Regions from separate parts of the Hordeum vulgare genome. Here all the other regions are linked to region 2. The links are chromatin contacts, called in public Hi-C maps. All regions are on one chromosome and are shown on one strand. Each heading gives the region's core, a stretch centred on a gene start, on an enhancer-like site or on the middle of the called end of the contact. The rest is flanking DNA. Distances are from core to core; before and after follow the strand shown.

Region 1 (4,057 bases), core at 674-3,173, 45 kb before region 2:
TTACTAAACTCTACTGCTTACTTACATGTGCAATGCCTTTACTTTTCGCTACCATATTTGTTTAGGGTGCACTAGACTTGTTAGAATTGCTAAAATCTGTCAACCATTAAAATTGGGAAAATGCTAGGATTTTAGTTTATGCAAGTAGTCTATTCCCCCCTGTAGACACCCCTTTTATCGATCCAACAGTGGCCCGTCATACTTTTCTAGTTATATGACTCATATGTCATAGACTTATTTTTTTGCCAAATCTTGCCACACTTGTGGTGGCCATTTTTTGTGGCAGTCACACTTTGCTTAAGGTTAGTTGTGGCAAAGTTAGTTATGAACCAAAAAAACTCTTACTGTCCTTGTGACGGAAGAACGACCCATGAATATCTCCCAAACTCTAAGAAAATGTGAGGCAGCATTTAAGATAAAGTTTTGTTACAGTCCTAAATAAACCATATTTTCATGCAAATATAATGGGGGATATGTGGTGGTCGACAGGTCGAGTGACTCGAGTGTGATAGTATATCTTTGATTTTATACTAGCAAAAGGGCTCGTGCGTTGCAACGGGAGAAAAAAATACCACACGCTTTTAATCTTTTTATAACCATTTTGATTTATTAAAATAAGCTAACTAACTAATGTAGTCAGTCCTATCCTATTTTGTTGAGAAATCAACCCGTCCATTGTTAATTCCACCATGATGAGAAATTGAGCGGGACAAGCAAAGCAAAACAAAGAGGCTACGTGAATTGATCAATGGACTGTTATCTTATTTCACTCATGGGGTAGAGAATGTGAGATTAGATGACAAACTGAAGGTGGTGTTCCATTCTCTCTCTCTACAACAATGCAATCTTACATTCAATACATTCATTCATCAGCAAACAAATTCCCACAAAACAAAATTTCTTGCCGGTGCTTGGCACACGTTGGAGGCATGGGGAGGGGATCTCACCAGATGACGAGTTCCTGCCGGAGGAGGGGATACGATGAGGGGAGCAAGGGTTAGGCGCCTCTATCTGGCCATAAGGAGTCGCCGTTGCCGCGCCATAACCTCGGAGTTCCCCGTGTGAGCCATGGAGGCCCGCCTCCACCTGCAAGTACTTCGCGCCGACGCGCCTTATCCGCGCGTTGCCGCCTTTCTGCATCGAGCAGACGCATCATCCCAAGTTGCTGTAGCTGTCGCGTTGATTTAATCCAGAAGTTGTGCTCGAGCGTCGAAACGGGGGTAGCAAGCGGGCAGAGGTACGGCCGCGGAGGCGGGTGGGTTGAGATCGACAGCAGTGGTGGTTGAGGTCGGCCGGGGCGGCGAGTGGTGTGGCAGCGGCCTGGGCACATGCCAGGGTGGACCAGGGTCGATGCGATCCGCTCGAGCGCCGCAATGGGGGCAGTGAGCAGGGAGAGGTATAGCCGCGGAGGCGGGTGGGTTGAGATCGGCAGCGGTGGCGTTGAGGTCGGCCGCGACGGCGAGTGGTGTGACGGCGACCTGGGCACAGGCCAGGGTGGCCCAGAGTCGACGGGAGGAGGCGATGCGTACGGCTATAATTTTTGCAGCGAATCGTTTTTCCCTTTTGCGTTGCAGATAAATGATGAAGCGCGGGTTGAATAACAAAAATTACAGGTGCTTTTTTTATAAAAATGATGTTGTGGGTTTTTCGACGGAAGCAATAGCCGTTTTATTATTAGGTATAGATCTGTGTTATCTGTCTTGTACTTTATACTGACGAGAACCTCTTGAAACTTTTGAAAATTAAAATGGCCAATTTTGTATGTAGGGAGAAATAAAAGACTGTTTTTTTTGAAAAAAAAAGAAAAACAAGAAAGACTGTTGCGAATGAGGAAATCAAAGTGTCCAGCAATGGCTCTGAAGCCCATTAATGATGGCCTCTAAAGCCCCCTAGAACAACCACCAGTTAACGGACCTAGAGATCTTTCTCTCTGCGAAATTACTTCTTTCTGTCCCGCTTCCTCTCCAACCCCACCATCAGTCCCTCCAAGCCACCCTAACCGGCGGCCATGTCGAAGTTCTGGAGACCAGGGTCGGAGAAGCCTAGCGCCTCGCTCGTCGACGATGAGGAGGGCGGCGTCCTCTTCCTCCCGACCAACACCAGCGCTTCCTCCTCGTCCTCCGGGTCCGCTCATTCAAACCCTAAACCCTCTGCCTCCTTCCCCTTCTACTTCGCGCTCCCCTACCTGAGGTTCCTAAACTTGTGCCCGGGCGCTATTCCTCTGTTTTGGTTGGTGGTAGGTTTGGGTACGCGTCCTTGGAGAGGCTGAGGCAGCGGCTGCCGGTGTACAAGTACCGCAAGGCCATCCTCTACCTGGTGGAGCGGCATGGTACGACCATCATCGTCGGCGAGACGGGTAGCGGCAAGTCCACGCAGATCCCTCAGGTACTTTCCTCCAGCCAATTTTCTCTCGTACGGCCAATTGGGGGGGGGGGGGGGGGGGCTCCCTAGATCATTTGAGAATCTGTTTCTGTGCTGCGCTCTATCCCCGGGGGGGGGGGGCATTCGGCCGAAGAAGTGGTGTGTATCATCGGTGTTGTATTTGGATTCCAACAAGCACCTCACGTTTACTGGATTACTGACTGGGCGAGATAAAGGGCTTTGCCTTATACTCCCTCCGTTCCTAAATATAAGACCTTGTAGAGATTTCATTATAGACTGCATATGGAGCAAAATGAGTGAATCTACACTTTAAAATATGTCTATATACATCCGTATGTAGTCCATAGTGCAATCTCTACAAGGTCTTATATTTAGGAACGGAGGGAGTATTTTGTAGCAGTGATGGTTCCTCGTTTCTGCATTTGATTGATGCCTCTGGTTCGTATTTTCTATCGTGTCACCATATTGTGTGCCGACATCCTACCAATATAAGTATATATCAACCAATTCTCACAGTAGGATATTAAGCATGAAGAATGGCTGGGGTGACAGATCACTTACATGCATTATCAGATAAGAGTGGTGAGGGGACAGAATAAAAATAGAGAGGCGAAACATTGTTTACAACTGAACTGAGCCATATCTTTGTAATATACTCTGGATACTGTTGACATTGAAATTCGAAGCCATGCTGAACCAAAGTAGTTTGCTTAGTTGCACCTATATTTCAATTGACTCTAGATCTGCTCCAGTTTTTGAATCTCAACATATATACTTGAAGGTTGATGGAAAGTGTAGTTTGGTTGGTGAAAATGCCAATTTATAATATTTGAAAGAATGTAAGCCGCACACGTCAAAACTCTTATGCGTATTGCCTATCACATCATCTGTAACTGTTATGCCTACTGCCTATCTCATCAACTTACTTGCAGACTATGTTTCATTTCTAACTTCATTGTATTTTGAACCAGTATCTTAAGGAGGCTGGTTGGGCTGAGGGTGGTCGACTTATAGGTTGCACCCAGCCAAGACGATTGGCTGTGCAGGTATCAAATGTTTAAATGTTCATCAAGTTGTGCATCCTTTTCTAGATGCTATGTAATACTAGGTCTCTCTTTTTACTGTCCTGTGAGAGCATGCACCAGATTATTCTTTTGGGTGCGCCCCTAGCATGGCGAGTAAGGCTCTTAGCTAATTATCTGGAGAAAGTTTCTATATTATATAGTTCTGGATGCTCTTCTATCACATTCTACCTCTCTTTATATATAGCTCCAGGTCCATGCTAAATTTGTAGCAAATCAAATCCTAAAAATATGGATCTAAGAATTTTTCTTTATTAGGGAGAGATAACTCCTAAAGATAAGCTTGGACTTTCTCAGCAATGGAGGCTTATCCAGCTGCCCCTTTGAGACCTAGCCGTTTGTGACAGGGTTGTCATGTGGTAGTCCCCAAAAGTGTGTAACAGGAGACAACACCCTGCAAAATTATGTATCTTAACTACTCTATGTGACAATCCAACATTGAAATGCATTCTGCTGGGAACTTATTCATGTGGTACGACAGTGATTTCTGGCATTCTATTACAGAGAAGTCAGTTGATAAAACCATATCTGTACTGCTTAGGATGGTAGCTGAATGAAAATTTTGCTGCTTTGGTCTACTAATTTTCTCGTGT
Region 2 (4,471 bases), core at 984-3,483:
TCATATATACTTTAGGGATTCTTGTTATATTCCAAATTTCAACTCGTCCATCTTGATCATAAACAACCAGATTCTTTATCGCTGGGGCATAAGCAAAGCGACAAGCAAGTCAGGAAGCGAAGAAAAGGAGTTGTAAGGCGCTGGTGTTTCTCAAAGCCGCAGTTCGTTGCTTTTTGCTTCCACTTTTTTTCTTTTGACAAGTGGAGTGTGTATCCGGCAGACAGTTTGAACTTTGAGGAGTACTCCTATATCTTCAACATGAGGCAAAGAACAGTTAGATTGTGGTAGGTCCTGAAATCTAAGGAGTCGCCAGTCAGCATGGTATCTGCAGTAGTGCTCTGCTGATTTGATAAGGTCATACCGAAAACGGAAAGGAGTGCAAAGAGTTGCTTCGCATCCTAGGCCAATGTGCTTTGTGTAACCCATTGGCCGGCTTTCCGGTGTGTCATGCGGCAAGTTAGTTGCAGAGCCTGTCAAAGAAAAAGTTAGTTGCAGAGTGCCAAATGCAACGATATCTGAACTTGAACCAACGGTCTAAATTGCCCTCCATTCTACACTAATGATGATTGCCCAGGCTAAGAGCATCTCTAGTAGAGCACTCAAACCCTTAAAAATAACCGTTTTTTTACATTTTTCATCGGAAAAACCTCAAACCCTTAAAAATAACCTTTTTTTTTTACAGTTTTCATTGGAAAAACGGTGTAGACTTAAACCCTTAAACCCGTAAAAAAAATTAAAGGTCCAACCCTCAAACCCCTTCCCAGCCTGTAGAAGTGAGGGTTGGGAGGGAAAACTCCCCCCAACCCGCACTCATTTTCCCACATCGTGCGGGAGGCAGTTGGTTCCCTCGCGCGGGAGGAAGCCGCAGCGGCCGTCGCCAGCCCGCCGCCCTCCGGCTGTCGCCCCGCTGCCCCTCTGTGCTTCGGCCGCCGCCCCCCGCGCTCCGGCCGCCCCGCCGCGCGTGTCGCGCCCGCCTCGCCCGCCGCCTGCCTCGCCCGTCACCTCGCCTGCCCCTGCACCCGCATGGCACCACACGAGCCCGATCTGCCCGACGAGCAGCTGCATATGGCATTCTGCGAATATGGATAAGTTGTACTTCTACATATCGATACTACAGTAAATTTTAAAACTCTGCCCATATATAATGTTTCTTTGATATATGATTGCATAGATGCAGAGGGGGTGGTGATTTGAGTGCACATGCATGAGAACTAGAGGCAATTTGTAATTTTAATGGGAACCAAGACATGAGAATTGTAATTTGCTCAAACATTGTTGTAATAATTTGAATGATTATTGTTTTATTCGGTGGTGTAATAATAACTAGAATGATTATTGTTTTATGTCAAATGTGATGAAATTTGTGATATGTCATATGATGAAATGTGTGATATATGAAATGATAGTTTTAAAGGTTGGGGTTGAGGCAAAGACTCGAACCCTCAAACCCAACCCTTATAACGGAATATTCCGTTCCGTTATAAGGGTTGGGTTTGAGGGTTCTAATCTTTGCCCCTGTTTTTCAACCCTTATGGTCAATTCTCAACCCTTAAAACTGGTTTTAGATTTAAGGGTTTGAGGGTTTTACTAGAGATGCTCTAACAGGATAGAACGGGACAAACTTTGGATGAACTTGTAGCGTTTCCGCGCTTTTGCGGCTGCAAACTAATGGAAGTGCTTTCGACATGTCAGTTTATGACTAGTGTCGCAACTGCAGACAGATGGAGAGCCTCTTTCTTCAGCCGAAGGCAACGAACAGGAGTCAGCAGTCCGCATTGTATCTAGTGTTCTTACAACTTGGATTGGATCTCGCACTTTGTCCTGCCGGCAAGTCATCCTATCCTGGCCGTTTTATTTTGAACTCTACTTTGTTTCTTCTTGGATCCCAACGTACTATGAACCAGGAGCGTATAAAGCAATGCATATACAGCCAAAAAGGAAACGGCGTCTTATACTTTTGCCGACTCCATGACAAGTGTAGCGCAGCTAGAGGAGCACTCTACGTGGCAGTGCGGCAAAGAAGCTGAGCTGTCGGCTAAATTTCAACCATCTGACTAATAATTGTTTCACCACCGTCAGGGTTGCATGATTATTATTCTCTGCCTTCTGGCTAAATTTCAACACCATAAATCTGTCGAAAGTTGAATCGTTGTTACAGGATCAGCGCCCGGTCCGGTCAGGATTACATCTCCGTGCGAGCACGTACGGCCGGTCTTTGTTCCCGGTGACGTTGACGCTTTGCCACGTTCCCCCTTCGGCGTGTACATCCCGCGGGCGGCTCGCCGGCCAGGCACCAGGAGGATACGCGGTGTCCGATCCTCGCGGTTGACACGCGTGGTGGAAACACAGCTGAGCTGAGTTTGATTTATCCTTCCCGTCGATCGAAAGCGAGACGGGCGATTGAGAAACAGTTCCAGGGAAGTCGTCCTTGCCGACAAAACTACATATATTTCTTTTTAGGTGTCAGGGTGGAATGGTAGATCTCGTGTTCCTCCAGCAATGGGTTATGGGTGGTTGATAATCCATGAGGGAGCTGGCGGTTTCACGTTCTTTTCAATTCGGGGTGATCGTGATCGTCCACTTGCGCTATCGTATTCGGAAATTCGGGTGGTATGATACACTTCCTCGCGACCACCATATCACTGCGATGCTGCCATGATCTCTACCTTCGGAGGCGAGCAACAATTTTTTTAAAAGAAAAGTCATACGCTGGACTTTGTCTGTCACAACTAACCAGCATCATACAAACAGTTTAATCAAAATACTCAGGGCCGGCCATCACAAAATATGTTAACCATAGCTCGGTGGCACGCATGCCCAAATGACAGATACGAAGGTACACACGCCAACCACTTTCTGCAAAGGGAAGATCCAGCAAATTAAGGAGATGGTGTGGCGGAAGGAGATGACAGTAGATTGACAGATCCTCGAACTTTATTGAACAACGCCTCCAACGCATCCCGATCGACAGGTTTAGTCAATAATTTCCACTCCTGCAAGAGAATAGACATTTTAAACAAAACATCAGTAGGTTTGTTAGGAAACACACCCTCAATGGTGAATTTGTTTCTCATAGTCCATAATGACAAACAAAGAGCACCCATCCCGACCCAAAAAACCCTCTTAGAACGCCCCTAAAGGTTAGAGGTTAACAAGCGAACATCCGAAAACAAAGTGGGGGCCCAAGAGGTTTGCAACCACGATCGAACACAACCTCACATCAACTTGGCCAGAGAACAACCAAAGAAGATATGGTTAGTATCCTCCTGCGTAGAGCATAAAGCACAAAAGGCCGAGCCACGGCCATTCCTCTTTCAAATTTGATCAACAGAAGGCAGCCGACCCTTAGAGGCCTGCCAGAGAAAAATCTTAATTTTGGGAGGGATCCTCGCAGCCCAAATGGGTTTGAACTTGGAAGTAGTGGTACCCGAGATAATTCTAGTATAGAGAGACTTGACGGAAAACTTCCCAGATGCAACATGGGGCCAGGTAACCGAGTCCTCCTCCTCCGAGAAGATCGGGAACACAACAACAAGACGATGCGAGTCCCCCAACTTTTCGGGAGAAAGGGACCTACGGAAGCCCAAGTCCCAGTTATTACGGAAGAGCTCAGAGATTGAGATCTCGGGATTAGAACAATAAGAAACAAAGTTGGAAAAGAAGAAGCAAGAGTGGAGTCACGAGACCAGCAGTCCAACCAAAAACAACTGGATAGACCATTGTTGACCACAAACTTGACGTGCTCCCTAAAAACGCCCCTCGCCTTAATAAGGTTCTTCCAAAACTGTGATCCACGAGTCGCCAGGGAAAACATGGGACTACCATCAGGGAAGTACTTAACTTTAAGTAGATCAAACCAGAGGGTGCCGAGAATAGCAGTCATAATCTTCCACCACCACTTAATAATAAGACAAGTGTCCATAATCGAGGTATTCAAAATTCCTAGCCCCCAAGGGTTTTAGGTCCGCATAAGACATCCCACTTGACAAATCTATATTTTCGCTTGTTGTCCGCAGGGTTCCAATAAAAAGCACCTATATGCTTATCAAAACCTTCTTGTGTGCCCTTAGGCTGTCTATAGAAGCCCATGGTGAACATATGAAGGGAAGAAAGGCAAGCATTACTATGCCAAATTTTCCCAGCTGAGGTGTTGTATCTCCCATGCGAGGGCATGACTCTATTACCCACCTTAGAGACCAGAGGTTTAAATTCCTTGGCACAAAGGTGGAAAGGGGAGATAGGAATCCCCAAGTACTTAAAAGGAAAGGACCCAAGAGAACAATTAAGAAGCCGGGACACCCGTCAAGCTTCATTATCCTCAACCCTAGTGACAATGACCTCACTCTTAGAAAAGTTGATTTTTAGCCCCGACAAGGCTTCAAAGTATAAGAGGATAAACTTAAGATTGGTAAGGCAAGATTCATTAAGTTCCACTAAAATGATTGTATCATCAACATATTGGAGGTGAGTG
Region 3 (4,361 bases), core at 155-2,654, 54 kb after region 2:
TGATGTATTGTTGAACTATTTGTTGTATTGAAACATAAACTATTTGTTTGAGTTGTAATAACGAAATTGAACTATTTTTTGTTGATTTATTTTATTTGTATTTGATCTTTTTGATTGTGTTTTGAGAGCATATGTTGTCTGAGCGATAGCGCGCGCTGCATTTTAGCGCGCCTGCTGGAGCTACGCGCGTGCTGCATTTTACAGCGGTCGCTGGAGCGAGTGCTGGTCGCCGCGCCAAAACAGACGGACATCACGCCACAAACTATTTTTTAGCGCGCCGCGCGTTGGACGGCTATTGGAGATGCTCTTAACTATATGCTACTGTAGATGCTTCCTAGCGCATCGCAATATAAAAGCATCTCCAACAGCGGTCCAACGCGTGACACCCTAAAAATCAGTTTGTGGCGCGTCCTTCATCTGTTTTGGCGCGGCGGCCAACGTTGGCTCTAGCGGCCGCTGTAAAATGCAGCGCACGCGTAGTTTCAGCAGGTACGTTAAAATGCAGCGCGCACTATCGCTCAAACAACATATGCGCTCAAAACACAATAAAAAAGATTAAACACAAACAAAATAAATCAACAAAAATAATTCAATTTCGTTACAAATCAAACAAATAGTTTATTACAATTCCAACAAATAGTTTATCTTTCAATACAACAAACTCATGTAAAAAATGTATAGTCGAATCCAATACATACCTTGCGGGCGTTTTGTCGAACACCTTGCGGGCGTCGAGCCGCAGTGGGCGGCCGGGCGCTGTTCTTCGGACGGCTGCCGCGCGCGAGAGGCGGCGGTGACTAGAGAGAGACGGAGGAAGCAGCGGCGACGCGGGGGATAGGCCGGGGAAGTGCCAGAACGATCGCCGGCAAAAATGGGGTGGCGCGGGCGGCGGCGGCACCACGGCTGGATGGGTAGGTGGAGTTGCGAGCGGGCGCTCGAGTATGCAGCGTGCGGGAGCGGGCGCAACAAATAAACGACGCGCGATGACAAACGCGCGCACGATTTTTACGTCTTTGTTGAAGCGCCTGAAATGATAGGGGGTGAAATAAACTAATTTTTCAACGCGATACTTATTTAACGTGTGTGTTAAACATCAATACAAATTTGGCGGAAACGCGGGCATTCCGCGGAGCCAACGCTTTTGTGCCGCTTCTTCCTTCAAAAGCTGCGTGTGACGCGGTTAGTTTATTCCAAAGCCTGCGAGCCATTTTCTTCATGCTCATCTGCGATCTGTCCAAGCTGTGCCACTAATTTATGTTTGTTAGTCAAAAACGGATTAGCGTCGCTGCGATCTCGTTATGATGTAGAAAGGCGACAAGGACATCTTCTTTCTTTGATAAAGGTGAGGAGGACTTGGTGATGATGGAAAGCCACCGGGTGCCTCCAACTTGCACTGCCATGGTAGTTGTGTGGACGTAGCAATAAGTGCTGACGTTATACGTGCTCATTTAAACTGAGCTTATCCAGATCTGAAGGGTTAGTGAACTCGGGTGACTAGGACATGATTTTGAGTTTTAACTTAAAACCATCACAAAGATTAGGTTTCATCCCAGCATGGCATGGATTGGGAAATGTATGAGTTGATGAACCTTAGAATGATCTGGCAGAGTCGTCGTATGGACAACCTTCATATCACATATATAGTGCGCTCCATATGGACATGAAACTTGTCGAGCGAAACCGCGCACACAATGTCACGATAACTTAAGATTCATATGTCTTGCAAGTAGGGCCCAGTTGATTGTGCAAAAAAAAGAGTAGGACCCGGTTGTCATTGGGTCATAGGTTCTTTTTCAAAGAATTCAAACAAACACATTGGCCCTGTTTGGATCATAGGGTTAGAGTTAGAGTGGGTTAGATTTGAGTCATCTAACCCTTAAAAGATCCAAACAGGTGGGTTAGAGTTGGTTAGATGTATCTAACCCACCCAAAAACTCTAACCCATCCAAGAGGTGCTTTTTTGGGTTAGAGTAGGTGGGGTCCAGGAAAAGAGAGAGATTCAAAGTAGCCAAATGATTAAAAAAGAGCATTTATTGTCAATCTAACCCTTCCATCCAAACACCTTTAGACTTAGAGTTAGTTAAGGTTAGTTCAAGGGTTAGAATCTAACTCTAACCAAGTTAGAGTATCCAAACAGGGCCATTGAACTAGAACATAAGCATTGATTTCATTGCTAACCGGGACAGAAAATTAGTCGCAATGCGACTTACATTCATAGCACATGATAATAATTAGTTAAACTAGTTATCATGTTGCCAAGGTGTGTAAGTACCTATATCCGATTTTTTATAGACAAGGCAAAAACTTTAACTCTTTACGTTAATTAATATAATAAAATTGTGTGTCCAAACCATGTGAAATCTAAGGTAGGCATGCACAAAACCAGTTTTCAAATATGCCGGCAAGAAACATAATGCATATTGTCGCAAGTGTGTGGCCATCACCTGTCACCCACAGCCAGCAATTTTAACTTGAGAGTTCACATGAGACACCCATTTCGGCTGTACCAAACCGTTTCCTGATCTTGTTCATGAAAAAAGAGCAATTATGGTGTATTTTTCTCCGAAATGGATGCAACGGTTGCCTCGTTCTATCATGGGCAATTGGGCAGTCAAAGCACGCTAGGAGGTCGGTGCGGCTCACGCATCCCCTTGATGTATGGGGACATGTAACATGCATGATTCAAGGTTTTGACATACAAATATACATTTATAGTTTGTAACGGCAACAAAGGCAGATCATGCCATACACATGGCTCTGCGTAACCACCCATGTTACGTGGGTATGCAGTATGGATGCGAAGCCGCAGCTGGCAATTTGAATTATTTCAGACCATTTATTTCAAAACATTTGACGATGTGTATTTAATGAAGAGACGTTCATGTGGACTACGAAGATGTTTATGCCGACTTCATCGATCTCAAGATAACATGTCGGCTTAATCTTTTAAAAGCGTTCATACAAATAATATATATAAGGGTCTCCATCTGTAATGTGTTAAAAAAACAAGTGACAACTGGCAGGTCCCACTCTGTTGCACTTATGTTGACCGGTAGATCTACGTATAAGGATCGGATCATACACCCCGCAAAAGAAAAAGGAAAGAGGATCGGATCACACATAGCCAAGCAAATCAACCAAGCTTTCTTTAATAATAAACTTGTGCTCTCATTTTAACGTTAAACCAATCAGCTGCAAGACGTTTGATCCGGCAAGTGTTCAGTCTGGACGAACCTTGCATTGCCACCAACCCGTGTTTTGCACTTGCAACACCAAAATGCTTTATTTTCTGTTTTTGGGTGCGTGTCAACGAGTTGGTGGCCTGCACGACCATTACTGATTACCACTAGTATCATTTTTGTAATCACAGTTGTGGTTTACATGACCCTCGCCAGTTGTCTATCAGTGTAGGTGTTCTCGCCCCCAAAAGCATTTGCCCCTGATGAAAAGTAACTCAAAAAAGTGGTAAAATGCTTTTTTTTTTCAAATCTGATTTTTTATGAATGCTCGTGTTAGTGTTGGAATCAGACCTAACAATTTTGATGTGAAACGGAACGGTGGTGTTTTGTCGGTGAAAAATCAAATTTACGATGGCGTTTTGGGATAACACTTGGTGTTTAACCTTTTTTTTACACTTACCAAAATATTTAACCTTTTTGTCTAAAACTTGCAGATAGCATTTGGACGTGACTACGAGTACATAAAAAAATGTTGGAATTTTTTTGGCATTCCAAAAATCATTTTTCGCATGCAAGAGCACATGCTCTCGGAAGCCAAATTGGATTTCCGATTGCTACATGTTCTATAAAAAAATGTGCTTACTTTGTAGTAAGAGCATCTAGAACCATGATATGCAAATCGGGCGTATGCGTCCACGGACAATAACCAGACATGCCTCAAATTTTCGCATTTGCAACTGCAAACCCTATATTCAAAACATCTAATACATGCAAAGACATGCATGGCAATCATTTTGGATGTTTTAGTCCCTGTAGAGCCGACGCGGTTGTGTAAACACCAAGAAAATGTTCATAAAGGATTTTCAGTATAGAAACATCCGTCTTGGGCCACGCGTGGTTGGGTTTTTAGTCCCACCTCGCTGCCAAAGGAGCGTCATGACCGGCTTAAATAGCCGTGTCGGCCAAACACATTAAGCTACTCTCTCTTCATATCTTTCACAAGGCGAGCATTTATGATCACTACTAACAGTGAGGAAGTCTTTTTAAAGTAGGAGAACTTTTTTTTTCAATCATTATCCTCAAGTTTCTATGAAAAAATCACGAAAAAGCTAGTTGGAAAATGTGTCGATTACATAGAGGGCAAGATGCAGGCCGGTGCAAGTCAAATCGGGTAAGTCGGAG

Evidence for each region. A called contact is a pair of places that touch in the nucleus more often than the background predicts.
Region 1: a Hi-C map of leaf shows a contact between it and region 2, with 2.4 times the contacts expected there. The contact joins the promoter of LOC123443153 here to the enhancer-like site in region 2. A contact is called at or near these places in 3 of 6 Hi-C or Micro-C datasets (leaf and seedling).
Region 3: a contact with region 2 is called in a Hi-C map of leaf, with 2.8 times the contacts expected there. The contact joins two enhancer-like sites. A contact is called at or near these places in 2 of 6 Hi-C or Micro-C datasets (leaf and seedling).

Annotation. Positions count from the first base shown.
Region 1 is chr3H:109,352,896-109,356,952 of MorexV3_pseudomolecules_assembly, reverse strand. LOC123443153 (probable pre-mRNA-splicing factor ATP-dependent RNA helicase DEAH9) reads left to right here and starts at 1,923. Exons shown (of 25, transcript XM_045119438.1): 1 at 1,923-2,124; 2 at 2,241-2,385; 3 at 3,354-3,428. The coding sequence starts at 2,009.
Region 2 is chr3H:109,307,748-109,312,218 of MorexV3_pseudomolecules_assembly, reverse strand. No RefSeq gene overlaps it. Among protein-coding and RNA genes, the nearest start is that of LOC123443153, 45 kb to the left of the region's middle. Within about 2 kb of position 2,233, at least 2 of the 3 cell types and tissues checked have open chromatin away from gene starts, as enhancers often do. A contact at or near this core is called in leaf, where this site is marked.
Region 3 is chr3H:109,253,489-109,257,849 of MorexV3_pseudomolecules_assembly, reverse strand. No RefSeq gene overlaps it. Among protein-coding and RNA genes, the nearest start is that of LOC123443153, 99 kb to the left of the region's middle. Within about 2 kb of position 1,404, at least 2 of the 3 cell types and tissues checked have open chromatin away from gene starts, as enhancers often do. A contact at or near this core is called in leaf, where this site is marked.